Linked DNA regions of Zea mays: all the other regions are linked to region 3. A link is a contact called in public Hi-C data. All regions are on one chromosome and are shown on one strand. The core of a region is the stretch at or near the end of the contact, and the rest is flanking DNA. Distances in the headings are between cores, read along the strand shown. Region 1 holds the start of LOC103650992 (WUSCHEL-related homeobox 9-like). Region 2 has its middle 18 kb from the start of LOC100382420. Region 3 holds the start of LOC100382678. Region 4 holds the start of LOC100280706.

Region 1 (3,131 bases), core at 38-2,537, 280 kb before region 3:
CTAGACCGATCGAGTACGACGTTATTACAGGAATTGCCAGGCATATGCATGCATGAATATAAATACATATGAAACGGCGATATGGAATTTAGAAATGTCATCACTCTAGTGAGCACAAAGGTTATTTCATTTCCGTATGCCATGCATATGAGGCCATGAGGGCACACACCAGCATAAATGAACGAAAAAAAAAGTGGCACGCAGCGCATCCGGCCTCATGATGAAAAGATCAGCGAAAAGGCAGTAGAAATCTCAGCAGCTGCAGCTGCATGCTCATTCCCTGACCCTCTCAGATTCTTCATGCAACGTACGTCGTTTGGTAGGGCAGCGATACGCGCGTACGTTCTACAGCTTATATATGCGTACAGTATTTCCACATCTCGCACATCTTTTCATGTCGGTATTAGCTAGAACCCAAGGACTACACAATGATGCGTGAGACAAGGCCACAGCAGCACGCAGTACGTGCATGCATGCGTCGACGGTCGATCAGCTGCTAGCTAGGGACCGAAGCTGCAGAGCCTGAGCTCGAGCGGCGGATCCCGGCCGGCGGAGACGACGTCGAAGAAGGACAACTCCCTGCACTGCTCGCTGGTGGCGCCGCTTCCTCTGACGTACGACCGGACCTTCTCCGCCGCCTCGAGGTCGCCGTACGACTTGAGGGGGAAGAGCTCTAGCGTCTCCACCTCCCTCGTCGGCCGCTCCCACGACGGCGACGCCTCCTGCTGCTCCACCACGTCCCTGACGTAGCCTGCATGCACGGAGCACGTACGGGTCGATGTCAACAGCACGATCGATATACGTAATACGTTGCAGCTGTCGTAGTATAGTAGCTAGTAACGTACGATGTGTACGTGCGTGCTGCAGCTTACATGTCACGAGCCGGTGATGGTGGCCATAGCTTCTGGCCTCCCGCTTGCTCTCTGGCGGTTGCAGCACGAGGTCGGCGTCGGCGTCGGCGTCGTGCGACTGCGAGGCGGCACCACGGCCGTCTTCCTCGTTGTTGCTTCCCCTGCCGCTGCCGCTGTCGGGGGAGGACGACGACGCGCCGCGGCGTCGCTTCTTGTGGTGGTGGCGCTCGCGGGCCTTGTGGTTCTGGAACCAGTAGAAGACGTTCTTGCTCTCCACCTTGCCGAAGGCGCTGAGGTGGGTGGAGATGCGCTGGATCTGCTCCGTGCTGGGCGTCCGCAGCCCCGCGCGGAAGAGCTCCGTCAGGACCTTCACCTGCTCCGCCGTAGGGTTCCACCGCCCGCACTTGACGCCTACCCGCCCGCTCAGCGCCTCCATGGTATATGATATGTAGCCGATCGACGATCACTACACCCTGTAGTTTGCAGCGATCGCAGCTACACTACACCGCCAGTTAAGCAAGCTATATGTGTGGTTTTGTGAAAGATCGATGGTCGAGTGCAAAAACTAGTAGCTCTAGCTTCTGCTTCTGATTTGGTTGCTTCCGGGATCTTCCTCTGGTCAGAGGAAATGCTGAAATCAATAGATGCGCAGGAGTGGTCCTTATATAGCCGGCTCAGGGGCAGTGGCGAGGCCGAGGCCGAGGCCGTGGTCTCGTGGCAGTGGCTGTAGCGGATTCGAAGGTCTCGGTGCTTTCCTTTTGTTTCCCTTTCTCGAACTGGGCGCGTTGGGGCGAGAGAGAAGAGAAGAAGAGGTGGGGAGGGAGACATGCGCAAAAGCTGCCACTGTTTAGCAAAACGCTAGCTCGATCTCGCGAGGCGCGCCAGCCGGACGACATCCTTATTAAGCGCGCGATCGATAATGCGGCTTTGGTCGCGCCAGCCATGCATGCAAATCTAAGTGCCGTCCTGTCGCGTAGCACCATGTCTTAGAATGAGCCCTGTTTGCCGAGTCCATTGAATAGTCTAATCTAGTAATGCCGCGGTGGCGGGTGATGATTCGGGGCGCGCGCCGCCCCATGGAGATCTCTGTGTGCTCCTTGTCCTTGCATGGGTCGCCACCTAGTCGAAGGGAATCGATCGCGGCGACGGCGAGGACCACCAGCAGGCTGGCTCTCACGGCGCACGGGCAATCGGCGATCTGGTTGCTGCGGAGCTCGCTCGGCCGGCCGACTGGTCTCTACTCTCTACTGCTTTGAATAAACGGCCGGCGCGGCGTGCAAACTATACACCGATTGCCAATGCATGCAAGACGCACGCCAGTTTGTCACTTGTATAGTGAGCTTGTATTTGCACGCGAGTTAGTTAACTATATATTGGTAGCTGGCGAGGTTTCAATTTCTCCACCCATGCATGCATGTTACCCGACTTGGAGTCAAACTTGTCAGTAGTGCTTGCCAAAAATTAGTGTGATAAGCCGGCCCCGGCCATGCATGCATGGGATTCAAAAGAGATGCATGTCAGGGGCGGGGTAACATGTTACCTGGTCTGCCTTGAGTGTTGTGTCAACCAGCGTCTATCAATCCGCCCCAGTTATACACACATGACACATGTCTCCTGATCCTGTGTACGTTCTCACTAGCTAACTGTAGGCACCGCAGTACCACTGGTGTGTGAGGCAACTGCACACTGTTGACCATGTGAGTAGTAGCTGCGGCCGGGAGGGGCCATGCGATCGATAGCCGCCTGCAGTACGCGCGCCCGACGACAGCCACAAGAACGAACGCGTACTGCCAACGGAACATGTCCCGATCGATCATCACGACGGCGTGCATGCGAGTTAACGCAAGCGCCGTACGTGCGTGACACTCGATCCGGCAGAATTCCTGTCGTCTGCAGCCTACTACTAGCTTTTAATTTGCGCAAAAGTCTCATCAGCGCCATGCGCCAGCTCTCGAAAAGGCGCGGCAGCAGCATCGTCATCAGTCACGTTCCAACAACCAGGAGACCGCACGTACGAGAGGCTAAGCAAGGCGAAACAGTCCCTCTCTCATGCATGCGCCGTACAAACAAGAGACACCAGAGCTCTCTCGTCATCGTCACTCGCCGCCGCTCGTGACCCGGCCCCTGCTTGTTCGGACCGGAGTGCGCGGGGGCTCAGGGCTCTAGCTAGCTAGCTAAAGCAGTAAAGCTTAGCCGCTTAATTGGGTCACAGTCACACCCACACCCGTTAAGTCCGCGGAGGCGGAGCTTTTCGACGACCAGACCATGGTATGGCATGCA
Region 2 (3,159 bases), core at 62-2,561, 380 kb after region 3:
TACCAGTTTTACACTCTACAGAGGTTGCACATCTTTACCCACAAGTCATGCTACCCATCTGCCAAGGGATCGCGACTTCCCATACACCTCTACCGAGGAGGCGAGACAGGGTAACACTACGAGGCCTTTACAAAGTTCCACTAGCTTCAGAAAACCCGCTACAGTTTATAGGAAGCTCCAATGCAGGGATCCCTCGCCTGACCGCCATCGCAGCAAAATCAACCAAGGACCTCCCCACACTGACCACTCCCCTACTGCCCTTGCCCCTTTCGGGTAAGGTAGTCTTCCACTAGCTTTCCTAATTAATCAGCCAAGGGCGTCCATAAACCCTTGTGGTAGCACTGTTTTCCCGGGTGGTTGCTCCATGTTCCAATTAACATAATGATCTTATCATGAACAGTAAATAACAACTGGTAACAAAAGTATAATCATGAATAATGTGTATCCTTATACCCAAATCCACATATAGCACTAGCAAGTACTACCCAAAAAGTTCAGTGGTGAACAAGGTATAAAGATAGTCAAACTAGGGTAACCTATTAGGTCCCATCAAAATTAACCTATGCAGATCATTATGATTAATTAGAACATGAGTGGGTAAAAGAAGTGATCAAGGGCACAACTTGCCTGGGACTTGAGATTCCAGGTACCAGGATGATCTTCAGGTGACTCATGACCTCACGCTAGTCGTAGCAATACAAACAAACATGGTATAGGCAAAATTAACATCACACCAAACATAAGAACAAGCTGCATAATAATATTCTACGCTGCGTAACGAGATCGTAGAAACAAGAACCACTAAATTCGGAGCTACGGTTATTAAGTTATGAATTTCCGAAATTATTTAGTGCTTAGAATAGATTAATCCAAATAAACAATTTTAATTCAAGTTTTATGGCTAAACAGAGATACTAGGTGATAGATAATATTAAAACAAAATTATTGCAACTGAAATTAATCAATTTGGAGCTAACATGAATTAAATATGAATTTTACAATTTTCTAGTATTGTTTTTGTATTAAAAATCATTTTCTAAAATAAATTCTGAATTTCCTCAGGCTTTTAGACTGCGGACACAATTTTAACAAAGCCCAGGGGGGTTCTGCATAAATTCTAGGACTAAACGGTAAGGGTCTTATAATGGCACGGGATGGCGGGTTGGTTCCTAGGAAGTTCAGGGAATCTTTAGTAAGATGTACCCGCGAAGGGAAACGCAACAGGGACCGTTGGATTGGAAGTATACGATCCCGATTAGATGGCGCAGAGAGGTAAGTGCATACCGATCTGGATCGCCCATCATGTGACCAATGACTCAGATCATCCACACGGGCGCGACACCCATCAGGCATCAGCAAATCCCCACCGTTGGTCACAGCACCATGGCCCAGGCTGATTTTTTTTCTTCCTCCCACGTCGTCTTCTTCCTATCGCCCAGGTCGCGCAAGCGAGGCTGCGAGGGCCACCGGGACAACACCGAGAGGGAGCCTGGCCACGGTTCCGCTCCCCACTGGAGCTAGGCGACGTGCTTGCCCGGACGCACGACCACCACGGCGGATCACTATCTCTCTCCATCACGGCGCCGAGTTTTCTCTCCTCCCACGATTTCTCTCTGGGTCTTCGGTGATATAGCCGCACGACAATGGAGTACGCGATGTGGAATCTTCGCTAGAGCTCGCCTAGCTCCGAGTCGATCGATACAGGACGCCACGAGAGCTGCTAATTATACACCCCCGAGGGCGGAGTCCGTGCGGGGATCACGCCATGGTTACGAAGCTCGGAGTTCACGGCGCGCTGAGCAGAGGTTGTTAAGAGAAGGGAGGTAAGTCTGACGAGTGGGGCCCGCGATACAGTGAAAGGAGATCTCGAGCGCGCGCGGTACCTTGGCTGACGACGTGGGTCCCATCAGTCACTGGCACAGGGCACACAGTCCGTGCGGCGGGGACCTATCCCGTGGGGCCCACCAGGCAGCCGCAGAGGGAGAGAAGCGTGGGAGTTATGTGGGCCGCGCGGTGGTGGAATGGGGCAAGGAGTAGATGGTCCGCGAGTAAGGAAATCGGCCCAAGCGCATAATGGTGTCTTCCTCTTTTTATTTATTTATGCTTTCATTCTATTCCCTGAATTTCAAACTTCATTAAATTTTGGTTTTGGATTTGCGCTCAAATTTTAATGAACAACAAAAGAACTCAGTACGAATGCAAATACATAATTTTATTTATTTATTTTACCATATCTATGTCAAATGATTGTAAATACACCAATTATGCCCACACGTTGTATATTAAGAAACTAATCTTTAATATTTATTATTTTGTTAATAGATACCTTAGCTTAGATATTTTAGAAGATGTTTATAAATGTTTTATTCAATAAATTAACTCATATAAGGATTATATATATTCTCCTTATCTGAATATGCACAACCAAAAGAAAGCTAGATAGTCTCTCAAGGTTCCATAAATTCTCAAACACTAAAAATAATTATTTTTATTTATTTTTCCTGATACAAATTTTGGGCTTTACAGAGGGTTCTCAGCTCCCTACGGAAGCAAGACAACATCAGCAGAATCCATGCCGCCCGACAGTTGTGCTTCTACAGGGCTCAAGGCACTTCTCCGACGGTCATGTTAGCTCGTGTACAGGGCTCAAGGCGCTTCTCCGTCAGCCATGTTAGCATATAGCTACACCTCATTGTACAGCTGGGCATCTCCTTGTATCTATAAAAGGGGATGTCCAGGGCCTTCCTGGAAAAAGGGGACGAGAGAGGAGGAGGTCCACGTTAACACACGTTCAGGTGGACATACGTGGACACACACGTCTAGGCGGGGCAGACGAGACAGGCAGAGACGGGCGCACGCCGGGACTCTCTCTCTCTCTCGCTCTCGCCCTCGCTCCCTCGCGACGCTTGTAACCCCTACTACGAGCACCCCGGTGCGAGATAACATAAGTCTCATTTTTCTCTTGTGTTCCATCTTGCATCAACCCATCTGGGCAGGGACACGCAGCAACAAATTCACTGGTCGGTTGACGGTCCTCACGGGTCCGAAACGTCGACAAGCATCATCCAAAATAACTTCTAAAATATAGTAGTCTAAAATTCTACAATCCACCAAAAATATAGCGTACACTGCGAGAAACATTTTATACACAATATTTGA
Region 3 (3,171 bases), core at 610-3,109:
TCGTGCATATCCATGAAGAGGGGCAGCAGAAAATGACGTCGTTTGAGGTTGAGAGGGCTTGAGGCGGTAGGGCCAGGTGAGGTCAGCGGGTGCAGGTCGACAGATAACCTGTCTGATTATGCTACCCCGGACCGGACGCCACAGGATTATATACGTGTGCACCGACGAACCGACCGAATAGTTTGGTCAGCACGGCAAGCGGAGTGCTCAACCACACGACGAGGTGGAATGGAATGATTACCTCCCCGATCTCTCGTACTACAGATCCCCGTCGTTTCAGAATAGCGAAGCCAGCGAATGCGGGATGCAGAAGGACGGTTGCTTGTGACTAAATCACTTGGGTCGAATTTCAGCACGATCAAGCAGGTGCATGCATCAGCGTGCCCAACACCAGGTACGAAAATTGCGGCACTCGGTGGTACTGCGGGCATGTTTGGTTCGTTGGGATCGTATCCGTATCCAGTGCACAAGGGCCACGCCGTGCACAAATACACAAAATGAAACCTGGTCGTCCGTCTCCCATCTAACGGCCGTCGTAAATATGCAGATGAACCCTCCTGCAGCATCCGTAGCTTGCCGAGTCTGTTTTGTGAAAAACCCCCCGCGCGCGTCATGTCGTTGGATGGAAAATGGACGGCCAGATTTCGTTTTATGCATTTGTGCACGGCGGGGCCCTTGTGCACTGGATACGATCCCACCATCGTTACCCCAATTGCCACACTTTGGCTAACTTTTCTGCCTAAGGTTAGTTATTCAATTCGAACGACTAACCTTAAGCAAAGTGGGGCACAGTTAGCCACAAACCAAACAAGCCTTGCGTCCGGCGATCACGTCACGTCGCGGGCATATTTCGGCAAGGGCCATGATTTATGGATTTGCGCATCGCGCCGACATGATGCGCGCGTGACGTCACGTCCCGAGGAATCGTCGCGCGTCCAGACGGGTCGACGTCGATAGATACGGAGGCAAGATTGTGGCGGCCATCAGCCGATCACGCCCGCCCCCATGGCCCCATCTCATTTCATCTCATCGTCCGAAGTTTCGGATAAGAGCCAGCGCGCTAGGCATGGCAAGCCTCTGACCATTCGACTTCGACCACTTCATCCTCGCGACCTCGACCAGTCGCGTGCCGAGACCGGTAAACCGTCGACCGTATCCGAGCAACCCTCGCCGGGGAGTTGTTTCCAGAGGAAACGAGGTCTGCACGCAAACGCCGCCGTAGCGTCGTCGTCGGTGCAGGAGGAGAAGAAAGGGATCGGACCGGTTCGATCTCCGACCAAGTTTTGAGCTCGTGCCCAGTCTCGATCGGGAAAAAAAGGCATCCGCGTTCCGCTCGGCGCACTCGCGGAGACGGCGGCAACGCCGTGGCCGGACGCAGCGACTTTATGATGGGTTATCCGTTCCCCTAGCCGGTGCATGGGCTGATGGGCGGCACGCGTGGCCGGGCCGACGGCAGCTGGGAATGGGATTAGTTGGACGTCTGCTGACCGCTGTCCTGCCCCTGGCCCCCTCCCTCCGTTCAATTTCCCCACCGGACGCGCCTTCACGTGCGCCGGGGACGCGGGGGTCGGTTGATCGCGAAACCAGATCACAACCGGGGAGGATGCCAAGGACAAGGAGCCCACACTACCCAAATGGACTGCTGCGCGGAACGCGGAGGGCCCGACGGCCCTGATGGGCGCCACGCGGGCCGGCTCGCCAGGGGGGCTGTACGCGGCCCAGCCTGTGAGCACGCAAGGTGAAGTGACGCCGGGACATACCGAGAAGCGGCTCGTGTTGCTCATCCCATATGCACAAGCTCGTGTTCCATGAGGCGATAAAGTTCTCTACTGCTCTCGCGTTCACGCGCGAAGCCGAAAACCCTTTCGCGCCCCGCCCCCGCCCCCTCCATCTCCACCCGTCTCCCTCTTACCGCCGTACACATCCAGCATTCCTCCCCCCAAATTCTATGCCATCCACGAAGTAACCGCCGATTTCCCTCCCCGCGAGCCACAAGCCCACAATGCCGACTCTCCGCAGCGCGACGGCGAACGCGTCCCCCATGGGCACCCCATTACCTGCCGAGACGAGCACGCCGCGCAGCGTCAAGCGCCGGCTGACGCCAGGTCGAGCCGGCGAGTCGCCTGGCGCGTCGCGGCACACCTCTCCTCACCGACACCCGCACGCCAGCACCGGACCTGTAAGATCCACTGCTTACTAGACCCCCGATGCACATCTGTATCTATTAAAAAATTCTACCCGTCAGTTTATCCATATATGCTCGCGGCTATAAAATCTTACACATATCTATACCTGCACGGATAATTTTAACTCATACCCGCTAGTAAAGTCTTAAATCCTAATATATCAATCACTCAAAATATTAAATAAACATAAAAACAAGTCCAACTTCACATAAAATCATATGATTATATAACTTGATAGATAGACAAATGATAGCTAGAGAAGAGTTTTATTTTAACTAAGATGGGCTCTATTAGATGATTATAGTGGTATTGTTGCGGGTATATTTACCCATGAGCAGACGGGTAAGAGTTTTATTTTAACTAAGATGGGCTCCATTAGATGATTATAGTGTTATTGTTGTGGGTATATTTACCCATGGACAGACGGGTATGGGTAGTACCAATCCGTACTTATATCCGTCTACCCAACGGGCAAAGGATCTTGCCCATTACATTACTGTGGGTAGAGAAATCATCTCGTACTCGCCTTCGTATCGGGTAAAACCCGTCGAGTTTCGGGTACCCATTGCCATCTCTATGCACAGATATGCTCCGCTATTTTTTTCAGTTGTCTGTTTCCCTTTGCAATGCACACCAACTGCTCGGTCTCACAGGTACACGTGCCTAAGATGCTCTCGGCGTCGCCCAAGTCCTCCAGGAAGCGCCTCTACGGTGACTTCGTCGCAGCCGAGAAGCCCAAGTGGAACCCCCGAGGTAATTCCCTCAATTTCCATTTTAGCCGGCCAATTTTGTTTGCCTTGTTGACTTGTTTGGGGCCTGATGAGAATTGGCCGTTCCACGCAGATGCCGCGCAGATGAGGGCTGTGAAGGAGGCGCTGCACGTGGCGACAGTGCCGTCGTCTGAATTGGTTTGCCGGGACAACGAGCTCAGGCGTGTCCTTGAGTTCTGCGAGGCGTGCGTCGAGCAGGAGAAGGCTGGTAGTCT
Region 4 (3,496 bases), core at 553-3,052, 280 kb after region 3:
AATATGGTGGGTGGAGAGGGTATAAATAGCCCTCACCCACCAACTAGCCGTTACCAGCATCGTTCTGCGCATGGGCGCACCAGACAGTTCGGTGCGCCACCGGTGCGCCAATGGTCGACTCCAACGGCTAGTTCTGACAGTTAGCTGTTGGGCAGATGGCACACAGGACGGTCCGATGCGCTGTCCGGTGCGCCACTATAATTCAACTAGTGAACCTTGCGCTCTAGGGTTTCTGCGCGGGAGAAACCCTTCCCCGGGCCAACCTGGCCCCACCTGACAGAGGGCGCACCGGACAGTCCGGTGCCCCAAGGCTAGAAACCCTAACTTATATTTTCTGCTGTTTTTCAAATCGGTTTTCGTTCTAACTTGTGAGTATGTTCTAGAGTGTCACCTAACACTATATGTGAGTGTGAATATGCACCAACACTACACTAGAACTCTCTTGGTCAAACTACTCATCGACAACCCCTCTTTATAGTACGACTAAAATAAAATAAAAGACCTAACTATATCACGAGTGTCCACAACTCCTTGACACTCGGAATACGAAGACCTTCACTTTGTGTTTCGTCGCTTTAGCCATCGCTTCGAGTTCTTATCTCTGGGATTGTTTTTCACCGTTGTAGTACATCTACCTGTAATGCGACCTAATTTACCATTTGTCTCTGCAAAACACACGTTAGTCACATATAACATTACGTTGTCATTAATCACTAAAATCAACCAGGGGCCTAGATGGTTTCAGGCACCACGGTGGAGCAAGCCGATGAGGAAGTGGATGCACGCTCCGACTTGCTTTCACCTTGCGCAATGGAGGAATGCTTGACGTCAGCAAGTGGCAATACGGAGCAGGATGATTGCCAAGGGAGTGGCAACCTTCTTATAGCGGAGCACGAGTGGGACGGGCGTATGCAGGGCGGCTGTCGCGAGTGGGGTGGGGTGGGGGAGGATCGCTGCTATCTCGGTGCAGGGGAAGCGTGGGTGGGGCGGGCGCATGGCGCGTGAGGGGGATCGCGGGCGCGGGGGGCGAGGGGTTGACAGCGGCTATAGAGATGGAGTGCGGGAGCACGGTGGCGGGGGAGCGCCCACGACGGAGATAGGGCGCACAACAACTATTGCGGAGGGAGCGCGTGTGCATCGTGCGAGCGCGGCGAAGATAGGGCCCACGAGGACTGTTGTGTGGGGGAGCGCGTGCAAATCGCGCGGGTGAGGAAGTGCGAGCACAACGGAGATAGGGTGCATGGCGGCTGTCACGGGGGAGGGCGGGCGCGGCGGCGGGGGAGGCGGGGGTGGGTCGGGATCTCGGGTGGAGACGTAGGCGGCTTTGGAAAGACGGACGCGGGGGCATGGTGTCGCGAGCGTCCACCTTACAGTCTTAATAGTAGTAGATATTTGATTACATAACTTGGTAGCTAGACAAATGATGGCTAGAGAAGGATTTTTATTTTAGCTAATATGTGCTCTTAGATGATTATAGTAGTATTGATACAAATATATTTTACCCACGAGTAAACGGGTATGGGTAGTACTAACCCGTACCCGTCTACCCAACAGGTAGAGGTTGTTGCCCATTAACATACTCGCGGGTAAAAAAATCATCACGGACTCACCTTTATATCAAGTAAAACCTATTAGATATTCGAGTTTCAGGTACCTGTTACATCCTTGATGTTTGAGAGTTCGTAACAGCTTCTTATAGCCTGACAGACAAAAAAAAAAGGAAAAAAAAGCTGAAACAGGTAAAAAAAATGGGCGGACTCCGGCTGGACTTCAAAACCACGCGTTGGATACACTCCGAAACCGCGGCTTGATTTCACTTGGCCCTCTAGCGTTGTTTGGTCAATCCTCTCTCTCCCTTCCCCATCTCCCCGTACCCCAAACCCTAGGACGCAGCGCCGCCGCCGTAGCACCCCCACACGCAGCAAGATGAGGCCGCGCGGCAGGGGCGACGACGTCGAAGACGACGAGGATGAGTACGAGGACATCACGCCCCCTCGAAGAACGCCAGAGCCTGAGGCCGACCCCGTCCGCTCGCCCTCGCCCTCGCCCGCTCCTGCCCCCGCCCCACCACATCCCGCGCGTGCCCCTCTCAGCAGTCTCGTTGTCAGGCCGCCGCCGCAGCAACAGGAGAACGGCGGCGGATCCTCCCCGCCCTCATCCTCCGCCCGCTCGCTTTCTCCCAGCACCGGCGGACACCGAGGCCGCGGGGCCTCGCCCCCGCGGCGACGGCGGGACTTCTCACCGCCGCCTCCCCGTGGTTGGGTGAGGCGCCGGTCGCCGCTGCCGCCACCGCCGGAGAGGCGGCGTCCTGGGAGCCCGCCGCCCCAGCGCCGACGCTTCAGCCCACCGCCCCGGTCCCACCTACCGCGGCATCCGCGCTTCCACGATGAGCAGGAAGGTTTGTTGCAAATCCTCCAATCTTTCTCTTTTCTTGCAAAATGTTTATTATAAGTCATTGGAAGCTCGATCCAGTTTAAGTCGATTTGTACATCTCCTTATGTACTATATTGCTGTTTTCGCACACCCGTATTTTCTTTACTTTATTTTTATTTGATTCTGATTAATGCGCGTTCTGTGCGATGCTGATGATTCCTTACCTTGAAGGATACATCTCTTTTTTCGTTTTGAAGGATTAATCTTCTTTATTACAACTAAATGCACGGTTGTATTTCTTGTGGTGATATTGATTGGAAGTCATGTGATTTTACATAGTTATGTGGCGACTGGCGATATATGTGGAGGACATGATGCTTGTTTTAAGCTATGCAACACATGTATTTAAATTGCTATCAACTTATTCCATGGCTGTTCCAATAGCAGCACCTTTTTATTCTTTTAGGGCTTCTGTGCTATGTTCAGATTTCATCAAGTGAAAGTTATGCAATGGTGGTTTAGTTATGTATTTGCTCACATATATATTGTCCAGAGATGATTTTGGCTCCAGAACTTCAACTCTCTTTTTGATTGCAATCGCAAAGTTTACAAACAACAGTTGCTGTTGCTTGTAATTGCTAATACATATTGGAAATCTAATGACCAGCTTGTTGTTGGAATATACTAATATTGTATGGGATGGATATAAATACTTTTGTGTGCATTAGTAGCTGAAGTTTGAAAGATCAACTGCATGGACCAGGAGCAAAACAGAACAGATATGACATAGTTTTGATGATCATTTTTATATGTTTCAAGTTGTTATTGCAATTGGTTCTGTTGCTTCTAATGGGTTGAAGCAGCTAGCAAATGCTATCTGAACAATCTCTTATATTGGTCTAAAGCTCAGAACGGTATTTGTGGTTCATGTTGCTTGATATATTTAATATGAAATTGCCATGACTCTTAGATGTGTTTTCCTCTTTTGGGTCATTTCATGCCTTATTTGCAAGAAGCCATAGAAGATATGAATCATATAGTTTGTGTCATATTTCATATTAATAATGTCAAGTTTGTTTCCACAAGATTTGCATGATATGTTGTTATCCTTGTATTATGCATG

What was found. Hi-C and Micro-C count contacts between places; a contact is called where the count stands out from the background.
Region 1: a contact with region 3 is called in a Hi-C map of bundle sheath, with 2.2 times the contacts expected there. The contact joins the promoter of LOC103650992 here to the promoter of LOC100382678 in region 3. A contact is called at or near these places in 5 of 25 Hi-C or Micro-C datasets (bundle sheath, ear, leaf and 2 more).
Region 2: a Hi-C map of leaf shows a contact between it and region 3, with 4 times the contacts expected there. The contact joins the enhancer-like site here to the promoter of LOC100382678 in region 3. A contact is called at or near these places in 5 of 25 Hi-C or Micro-C datasets (ear, endosperm, leaf and 1 more).
Region 4: a Hi-C map of tassel shows a contact between it and region 3, with 2.9 times the contacts expected there. The contact joins the promoter of LOC100280706 here to the promoter of LOC100382678 in region 3. A contact is called at or near these places in 4 of 25 Hi-C or Micro-C datasets (bundle sheath, ear, leaf and 1 more).

The regions. Positions count from the first base shown.
Region 1 is chr3:183,346,684-183,349,814 of Zm-B73-REFERENCE-NAM-5.0, reverse strand. It overlaps LOC103650992 (WUSCHEL-related homeobox 9-like), which reads right to left and starts at 1,287. Exons shown (of 2, transcript NM_001319758.1): 1 at 873-1,287; 2 at 400-751. The coding sequence starts at 1,287. The coding sequence ends at 501.
Region 2 is chr3:182,684,038-182,687,196 of Zm-B73-REFERENCE-NAM-5.0, reverse strand. No RefSeq gene overlaps it. Among protein-coding and RNA genes, the nearest start is that of LOC100382420, 18 kb to the right of the region's middle. Within about 2 kb of position 1,311, at least 19 of the 20 cell types and tissues checked have an H3K27ac peak or open chromatin away from gene starts, as enhancers often do. A contact at or near this core is called in ear, leaf and tassel, where this site is marked.
Region 3 is chr3:183,068,130-183,071,300 of Zm-B73-REFERENCE-NAM-5.0, reverse strand. It overlaps LOC100382678, which reads left to right and starts at 1,859. Exons shown (of 17, transcript NM_001175402.1): 1 at 1,859-2,179; 2 at 2,840-2,939; 3 at 3,030-3,171. The coding sequence starts at 2,003.
Region 4 is chr3:182,788,594-182,792,089 of Zm-B73-REFERENCE-NAM-5.0, reverse strand. It overlaps LOC100280706, which reads left to right and starts at 1,802. Exons shown (of 3, transcript NM_001367138.1): 1 at 1,802-2,398. The coding sequence starts at 1,927.